3 separate regions of the Gossypium hirsutum genome follow, and regions 1 and 2 are each linked to region 3. A link is a contact called in public Hi-C data. All regions are on one chromosome and are shown on one strand. Each heading gives the region's core, a stretch centred on a gene start, on an enhancer-like site or on the middle of the called end of the contact. The rest is flanking DNA. Distances are from core to core; before and after follow the strand shown. Region 1 holds the start of LOC107896131 (classical arabinogalactan protein 25). Region 2 holds the start of LOC107897549. Region 3 holds the start of LOC107897544 (tubby-like F-box protein 3).

Evidence for each region. A called contact is a pair of places that touch in the nucleus more often than the background predicts.
Region 1: a Hi-C map of leaf shows a contact between it and region 3, with 1.6 times the contacts expected there. The contact joins the promoter of LOC107896131 here to the promoter of LOC107897544 in region 3. A contact is called at or near these places in 5 of 34 Hi-C or Micro-C datasets (callus and leaf).
Region 2: a contact with region 3 is called in a Hi-C map of leaf, with 2.6 times the contacts expected there. The contact joins the promoter of LOC107897549 here to the promoter of LOC107897544 in region 3. A contact is called at or near these places in 12 of 34 Hi-C or Micro-C datasets (anther, callus, hypocotyl and 2 more).

Annotation. Positions count from the first base shown.
Region 1 is chrA10:22,462,674-22,465,754 of Gossypium_hirsutum_v2.1, reverse strand. It overlaps LOC107896131 (classical arabinogalactan protein 25), which reads left to right and starts at 1,686. Exons shown (of 1, transcript XM_016821260.2): 1 at 1,686-2,395. The coding sequence starts at 1,826. The coding sequence ends at 2,242.
Region 2 is chrA10:22,101,802-22,104,851 of Gossypium_hirsutum_v2.1, reverse strand. It overlaps LOC107897549, which reads right to left and starts at 1,780. Exons shown (of 4, transcript XM_016823036.2): 1 at 1,561-1,780; 2 at 1,330-1,467; 3 at 865-1,113; 4 at 1-639. The coding sequence starts at 1,632. The coding sequence ends at 382. LOC107895769 (divinyl chlorophyllide a 8-vinyl-reductase, chloroplastic) reads left to right here and starts at 2,009. Exons shown (of 1, transcript XM_041078985.1): 1 at 2,009-3,050. The coding sequence starts at 2,231.
Region 3 is chrA10:22,332,013-22,335,057 of Gossypium_hirsutum_v2.1, reverse strand. LOC107897544 (tubby-like F-box protein 3) reads left to right here and starts at 1,652. Exons shown (of 5, transcript XM_016823032.2): 1 at 1,652-2,225; 2 at 2,978-3,045. The coding sequence starts at 1,938.

The DNA of each region.
Region 1 (3,081 bases), core at 437-2,936, 130 kb before region 3:
AAATAAATAATAAAATAATAAAACTTAATAGATAAAATATCGGTAATCATATATAATCAGAATTAGACATTAAACTTGAACTTAATATAATTTAAACTTGAATTAAAACCTAAAATTCGTAATTTCTCGTAATAAATCGTCTAAAAACTTTGATCGCACAGTCTTTAGTAAAATGGTCATAACTTAAGCGTCTGGAGTCGAAATCGAATGATTCAAAGTGTGAGATAACTCTTTGAACGGTATGTAGACATCTCAACTAAAAAATGCTTAGATTCCATGCAAAAATTCATCGCAAGTCAATTGATCTTCCTAATTTGAAAATTAGCAGCTTAATTAAATTAATTTTAATAAATTCCACCCCATCCATGCATGTATCTTAGCGGAGACTATTACAGAGATGGTTGATTGTATAATGTAAAATCAAATTAGTACAAAGAACAAGGGACAAAACTTGATTCAAATGGAGTGGTGGTTAAATTTCTTGCCAAACACCCATGTATCATGGGTTCAAATAATGTTATCCACATCTTCTACTTCGAATATTATATATAAAAAATTGGATAAAATCCATATATAACATATACACAAAATGAAATAATTAAAGGTCCACACGTGTATAATAATTCAAATTTAAATAATTGTTTAAATGTATAATTTCTTATATTAGTAATATTTTTTTTGGTAAAATCATTTTTTCTTGGGTACCAGTTAAATCTTATATTAATAATATTTAAATGTATAATTTATTATGTTCATTATTTTTCAAAATGATCGTGTACGAGACTGTAGGGTTTTAACTTTTCAATACTATCATGAGGTGGGAAACAAACTTTTTAGAGTAATTTAAACTTTCCTCAATTCAAACGAAAAAACTAAAATAAATGAAAAAGAAACCCCTTACATGAGAAAAAAAAAGATTATTTCAAATTTTAAAAAAATTATTCTCACTTTTTTTAATTAAATTTGACCTTTTAATTTTTTAAAATAATTAAATTTGACCATCAACCTGTTAAAAAGAATTAAATTATTGTTTCCTAATAGAAATATTAATTAAAATATTAAATTTTTAAATATAGTAGTTCGAATAATAATCTACATGTAGTTCATACTAATTTTTAAATTTTTATAAAAATTTTTATATTTTTTAAAATTTAAATAATTTTTATTTTTATATTTTAAAATTATTTGTTGATATGGCATATAAGACAAATAATATTATGTCAACATGATAATATATATGGAGTGGTATACGGGTTCTTATACCAACATTATTAAAAAATTAACAATATAGTCAATATGTACATTAAAAAAATAATTTAACTCTTTTTTAAAAAGTTAAATATTAAATTTAACTTAAAAAGAAAATAAAGAGTAAATTAATAAAATATATAAATATTAAAAGCGGGGTTTAACATTATTCCTATAAAAATTAAGCACAGTTGAAATTGATTAGCCAAAATATAAGGATTTGCCGAAGTCACGGGCTGTAAAGGAAGAATCATCAGCTAACGAACATGTCACACCAAAAAACAAAAAATCACTCATCTTTTTTCTGTTCTCTTCTTTTCTACATTGCCAACCTGTATTTTCTCACCACTGACGCCTTGTAATTTGCCACGTTACAATTTGGGTCCCAATAGAGATACCCTTAGTCTTTCCTTTTTAAGGGACTCCATCATCACTCCCTACTCCCTCTTACCTAAAGCCTCACTCCTTTTTCTCCTACCTTTCCTTTTTGCTTTTCTTCACTACAACCCCTTCTTCATTTACCCACATATTATATATAACATTTGACACTCAACCTTGATTTCTTCATCATTAGGAAATGGCCTCCTTTTGCTTTCTCTTACTACCCATCATGATCATGTATTTCATTGCTTCATCACCTTTGCCATCTTTAGCTTCTCGGCTGAGTTCAGATACCCCAACGATATCAGCATCACCAGTATCAGTGTCGGATCCTCCATTGTCCCCTTTCCAACCATTATCACCTGATATTGCTCCTTTGTTGCCATCTCCTGGTGGAGTGGTGCCTACTACTGGCTCATCGATGCCCACCATCCCTTCCACCCCAAGTCCCCCTAACCCCGACGATTTCATCGCCCCCGGTCCAACCTCCGCGTTCGAACCGTTCGGACCATTGCCGGTTTCTTCTTCATCTCCAATATTTTTGCTTTCGTCTCTACACTTGACAACTTTTTCGGTTCTGGTAGTACCTTACTGCTTACTGCACCTACTGTAAATTCATTTGTTGATTGTAATACTTTACTCTTTAATTTGCTCATCTTCCTTCATTTATTATTATTTTTTGTTTCAACTGCCATGGTGCATCATTATAATGTATCTAGCTAGCTACTGTAATAAAATCCGAACTACAGTGTATGATTGAGAATCATGAATCATGTGTTGTTCTTCGCTATTAAAGCTATCATGGCTTTTAAAATCCTTTAGTGAAAACTTTGAATTTTAAAATTTGGATTTAAATTTTAAGAATGGTGTGAATTGAGTACTATTTATTTTTATGCTTTACATAATAAATTAATCTCAATCTAAATCTAAATTTTAAACATTTATTTTCAAGTATTACATCAAATTTTAAAGAGAATGATATAGGAAAAATAGGGATGTTTATAATTCAATTAAAATTGAATTAATCAACTAAATTAATTTAATTCGGTTAATTAATCGGAGGTCGATTAATAATTTTTTAAAATTTTAATTATTAGTTAATCCAGTTCGAAATTGAGTAATTAATTAAATTAAACAATTAACTGAATAAATAATATAAATTATATATAATTTTTAACTATTTGTTTGGTTGTTAACTTTTAAGATTTATGTAGTGTTTTTAATGTCTTATTTGTTATTTTCATTTCTATTTAATTTTTTTAAAACTATTAAAAAAGAAAATGAATATTAGCAATGTTTTTTTATATATTTTATACTTATTTTAATCAAAAAATAAAAAATATATAAATTTTAGTTAAGAGCAATTCGGTTTGGGTATTAATCGAACTTACCATTTGAACACCCTAAGTAAAAGTATCATAGAAGTCCTTATAGTAGGAGTGAGATTACATT
Region 2 (3,050 bases), core at 531-3,030, 230 kb after region 3:
TCCCTCTACACAAAAAATAAATAAATTAGTCCTTGTACACTATATCAAATAGCAAATTGGTCATTTTTATTAAAATTTTCATTCATTTCTACTGTTAAAAATTGGTATCACTAAAAAATAATCAAAGGGTGACATGCCACTTGTTCCTTATACAGTCGTACAAAGACCAATTTTTAACGATAAAATCGATTGAATTTTTAACAGAATCATCAATTTACTTTTTAATCTAACATACAGTGATTAATTTATCCATTTTTTGAGTAAAAGGGACAAACTATAATCTGAAAGGGACAAACTATAATCTGACTCTTAATACAAAGACCTCTATGATTCTTTTACCTTATTCTCCCCATTGTTTAAACTGGTGCTTGCGAGCTTTGATTAGGCCCAGGGATTGCTTCTGGAACTAACAATGGATATCTGAACTTGTAAAACCTCATGAATGGCTCCTCGTTGAAGCACCCCCAGCCCGTCTAAATCGTCTTTTGACGATGCAAGATCTTCTAGAGAGAGACATCGAAAATGGAATTCATCCCGCATACGGAATCCATAGAACCATCTGCCGAGCTTCCACCATTTGATACAAATTTGGCGGTTTTTAATGTTGCTACTCTTGAGCGCTTCCATGACATCCGAAGCCTGCTTGGTATCATTCATAATTTTTTTAGTTCTAACATGTGTAGCATTAACATATCTAGAAATACAGATTCAAAATCTATAGAGAAACCATTATCTAAAAGCAGCCACGCTGGTTTAGCTTTCAGCTGCGCTTGTGACCATCTAAGAACACTAATTCCACGATGTAAACAAAACAAGCATACAAGAAAAAAATGCATGAAAAATACATAAAGCATGAAAAGTTACCGGCACTTTAAGGATGTTAAGGCAGTAATGAAGTCCAACCAGGTTAAGCAAAACATTCAGCTTTGGTTTGAGCAGCAACATTTGAACATCTTTAAACCCGAACCCCATCAATTTCTGGCATTCAATCGCTTTCAGATAGTCGTTGACCTGGATTGATTCGGATTGCAAACAATTTTCTACAAATTTAATAACCGAATCAGCTTGATCCTTCATCTCCTTGTGCTGCTTTATGTAAAATCCCCTCCAACCCTAGCATCATTTTTAATTTTTTTTTCTCAACAATTTTCATATCAATACAAACAATTGAATTTGCCTAACATATTTAATTACATTTATTTACTTCAACACTAACAGTTTCAACTTGAATGATAAACCGCAAAAGAACTCGAAACACCCATTGCAATTAAGCCAAAACCAACAATTCCAAAGCTAAATTACCATAAATAAAACTTAAAAAAAAAACACCTTGAAGTCGGGGACTTTCAAGACATCTTCATATAAAAGAGGCCATCTTTGTTTAAATAAGGGTTCCCATAAACAATCGGAGCCCCATAAATCCCTCCACACCCGAGAACAACAACTCAAGCAGGAAAGATCAGTCACCTAAAAACCAGACGACCCGGAAACCATGTTTAGATTCCACCGATACCCAGAAAGAAGAAAAGAAAGGATGGAAATGAAGAGGAAGCAAATTACCTCAAGGGAAGAAGCAATTTTGAGAGCTACATCGTTTGGGATTGAACTGTATGTATAATCAGATTCATTCATGGTTTTTTTGTTATCGGCTAAAACTGAAAAATAAAAATTAATGATTGATAAAATAATTTTATTTTTGGTATGGGAATTTGTTTTCTTCTTCAAGTGAATATTGAAGTTAAGAATCAGATAGTTATACCTATTATTGACTCCTATAATAACAATATGAATGAAACAGCGTCGTTTCAGCTTTCAACTACAAGATTTGTCCCTGGGCTCAAATGGTCTTTTTGGGCCTAATATTTATAACACTACATATACATATATAAAAAGGCCTTTTCATTTCTTGGCCACAGACAGCCCATTGGGCCCAGGGACTAAGAAAGAAAGTTTGAAAAGTTAGGGGGATGAAATTAATATTTATCACTATCTATGGAGAAAACGAGCAATTCTATATAATTCTTTTATCAGCTGGGGCTATCATCAATGTTATCCACCACCAATCTTCATTAGATTTTTCTTTTAGCTGGAGGAACTTTACTGGCCATGGAAACCTCCAATCTTGTTCATCATTCACCTCAAATGTTCCCACATTTTCTTTCCCTTTCTGTCTTTAATTTTGAGTGACAAAGACCAGTTTCCCCAGATTTCTCTTCTTAGGTAAAAGAAAATGTCACTTTGTTTATCTTTCAATGCCTTCACTGTTCACTCACCAAAGTCCCGAACTCACAAAACACGTTTCAGTTCTCAGTTCATCAATCAAATCCAGGTAAAACCAGCTAGTTTTACTTCAAAATCAATACCCTTTAATGTAGAAAGGTTTAAACTTGTTAAAGCTTTAGCAACAAAGCCTGTTGAAACAGCTGTATCAGCTTCATTTAGAAACAAGAACCCAAAAGACATCAATGTTTTGGTGGTGGGTTCTACCGGTTATATGGGGAAATTTGTGGTGAAAGAGTTGGTCAATAGAGGGTTTAATGTTATAGCCATTGCTAGGGAAAGAAGTGGGATTAGAGGCAAAAACAGCAAGGAAGATACTTTGAGTGATTTAAATGGAGCTAATGTATGTTTCTCTGATGTCACCAATTTCGACATTTTGGAGAATTCTGTGAAAAATTTAGGGTTTCCCATTGATGTTGTTGTCTCTTGTCTTGCTAGCCGTACTGGTGGTGTTAAGGATTCATGGAAAATTGATTACGAAGCTACAAAGAACAGCCTTGTCGCTGGTAAGAAATTTGGGGCTTCACATTTTGTGTTGCTATCTGCCATTTGTGTCCAAAAACCCCTCCTCGAATTCCAGCGAGCTAAGCTGAAATTTGAGGCCGAATTGATGAAAGAAGCCGAAGGAGATGACGGGTTTACTTACAGTATTGTTAGGCCAACTGCATTCTTTAAGAGTTTAGGGGGTCAAGTTGACTTAGTGAAAGATGGAAAGCCTTATGTGATGTTTGGTGATGGCAAATTATGTGCTTGTAAGCCAATTAGTGAAC
Region 3 (3,045 bases), core at 403-2,902:
CAATAAATAATCACGTAACAACACATCTAATTTAGAAAAATCAAATGATTGGGGTGAAAAAAATCAAAATTACAAGTAGATAATCCGACTTAACTATAAAACTATCGAAGGCCAAAGATTTTAACCTTGACAGGCCTCCCTAATGGCAAAAGTTTTAGCAATGGAAGGACTAAAACGAGCATAAATAAAACTTGAAAAAACTTCAATGTATGGTTTGTAAATTGAAACTAACTAATAATAGCACATGAAATATGTATAACATTAAAATAAAAAAGTTAGATTAAATTGTGAGTAAAACAAAATTTAAAGACAAAAATACATCAAGTTAAAAATTAAAAATTGTTTTAGTTCAAATGGTAAAAATCAAAGTTTTATATGCATAATCATTTGGTTTAAACCTCATTATGGATAATTTTTTATTTTCTATAAATAAATTTTGCATGTTAAAAATAAAAATGTATAAAATAAATTAAAATAAACTTTGATTTGAGTAGTAAATTTAAGATTTTATTAATTCAGGTATGGGTTCAAATCCCACCATATACATATTTTTATTGATTTTTGTTAAAAAATAAAAAGACTAAAATACCCTCGAATAATATATTTTTTATCAACGAATAATATAACTTAATTTAATCATAGAAAAATATTTTTGTAATTTTCCTAACCGAGTAGGTGCTCAGTTGACTCATGACACTAACTCATTAAAAAGTTTAAATAGAAATATAGATATACAATTGACGAAAAAATAAATTGTACATATTAAAATAAAAATTTGGTTAAATGGTAAATTTAATATTTGACTAATTCAATTGGTGTAGGTTCTAATCCCAATATATGCAATTTTTTATTGATTTTTGTTAAAATAAAAAAGATTAAAATACCCTCAAATTATAAATAATTAAGGATAGACATTTCTATAATTTCTCTAACTGAATTGATGCCAATTAACTCGTATCACCAATTCAATTATTAAATAATAGTATAGATAGATAGATTTAATTGCACTAACCTATTCCTCCCAACCAAAACATCATGCACCGGTTAGTATATGAACAATATTAAAAATGTAAAATTTCTAACTTTTTACTATTATGATATTATATGATAAAGCCTTTTCTATCACAACATTGTGATGCATAAATATTTTATATTTAAACTTTATTTAATATTATTTATTTGACATTTTTAAATATTTTATATACATATATTAAATATATTTTAAAAATTATCGATAAATTCAAAATGATATAACAAATTAATTAGGGTAAGTTTGGATAGACAATATGTTTACCTGCGATTAATGTAAAAATAGTGGTGACTGTGAGATTAGATACTGTAACGATACTATAGCATGAGACAAAAAGTAAGCTAAATACACCGCACCATACCACACCCAATCAACCATCCAAACCTACCCATACTATTTATACATACCAATTCTAATAAGAAAACAATGCATCTACTAATACAAATTTTTTTATGAACCAATAAATAATTTTTAATTACAAATTAAGATTTATGAACCAATAAAAAAATTAATTTAATATTTGTAAATAAATCATGCAATTTATTATAATTAAGTCTTTACTCAACAAAAATAAATTTATGCATTATAAACAACTTTTCTTAAAAAAATAATAACAAAAAAGAAGAGAAAAGGGACATGTTTTTAATATTAGAAAACGTTGAAAGTGGGAAAGGTGCAAACTTTTCCCCATAAAAACCGTCTAAAGTTTACACCAAATAAGTCTTCTTTAATTTTGCTCAAAACGCTGAACACTTGAAAAAGTTGGAAATTTCCATTTCCATTTCCCTATCCAAATCTCCATCTCTTTCCTCAATATATTCCTCCAAAAAACCAACCAATTTTCATGCAAAAACACAGTAAACCAAATTCCCACTAAAAGAAAAAATCTCCAGTTAAGTGCTTATTGATGGCGATAAAGTGCATTGCCAGGTTAAGGTCACGCCGGGTGGTTCAAGACCAACTGCAAACTCCCAATGAAGTGGAGGCTGAGGGTGGCTGCTGTTGGGCTAACCTGCCTCAAGAATTATTATGGGAAGTTCTTTTAAGGATTGAAGAATCCGAAAGTATTTGGCCTCAAAGGAAATATGTGGTGGCTTGTGCTGGTGTTTGCAGGTGTTGGAGGTTTATTATTCAACAGATTGTTAAACTTCCTCAACTTTCTGGGAAATTGACTTTCCCCATCTCTGTTAAACAGGTTCGGTTCCTAGTTTCTTATTTTCTGGGTATTTTTATTTTCATTCAAGGGTTGGAAAGGTGGTCTCTTCCCATGTTTTCTGAGGATTTTATCTTCTTGGGGATCTTGAATTGAAAATTGTGTGCCTGTTGATCTGATTTTTGGAGATACGAAGGTCCCAATGGATATGCCTTTGAGTTCCATAGATTAGGAAACTTGACTAAGGATCTTGTCCATTTGCTTATAGAGATGTATGTTTTGGTGAGTTTTTTTTTCTTTTTTTTCGGGGGGAGGGGGGGTGAGATTTGGATCTAGCATGTGTTTTGAACCATTTGTGTCTACCATGTATTCGACCACTAGACAAGGCAAGTTCACATTATCAGTAAAGTGTTTTGGGACCATCATGGTTCTCTCTAATCATTGTTTCCTTTATGCAATAGCTTAATAGATAGACTTCCACTTGAAGAGTGGTTCAAGTTTTGGGACCACTTTTAGCTTTTTCAACTAGTGTTGAGCTAACACTAATCATTAGCTAGCTGCCACCACTATCCCCATGTCTGCAAGCAAGCTCCTTTCTTCAACTACTATTATACTCTTTACATTCGGTTAAAAGCTATGGAATTATATTGCTCGGATTGAGGTGCGAGTGTTAAGTGTATGCCCCCGAAACCGTGTCAAGTTATGTGTTGTATATAGAAGCTAAGTAGCTTTAGTTTGTGTTTCTATTTATCGATTTATTTCGAATTTCATTAACTTACGAATCTAATTTGCAGCCTGGTCCAAAGGATTCTCTCCTACAGTGCTTCATAAAGAGAAACCGATCTACCCAAACATATTACCT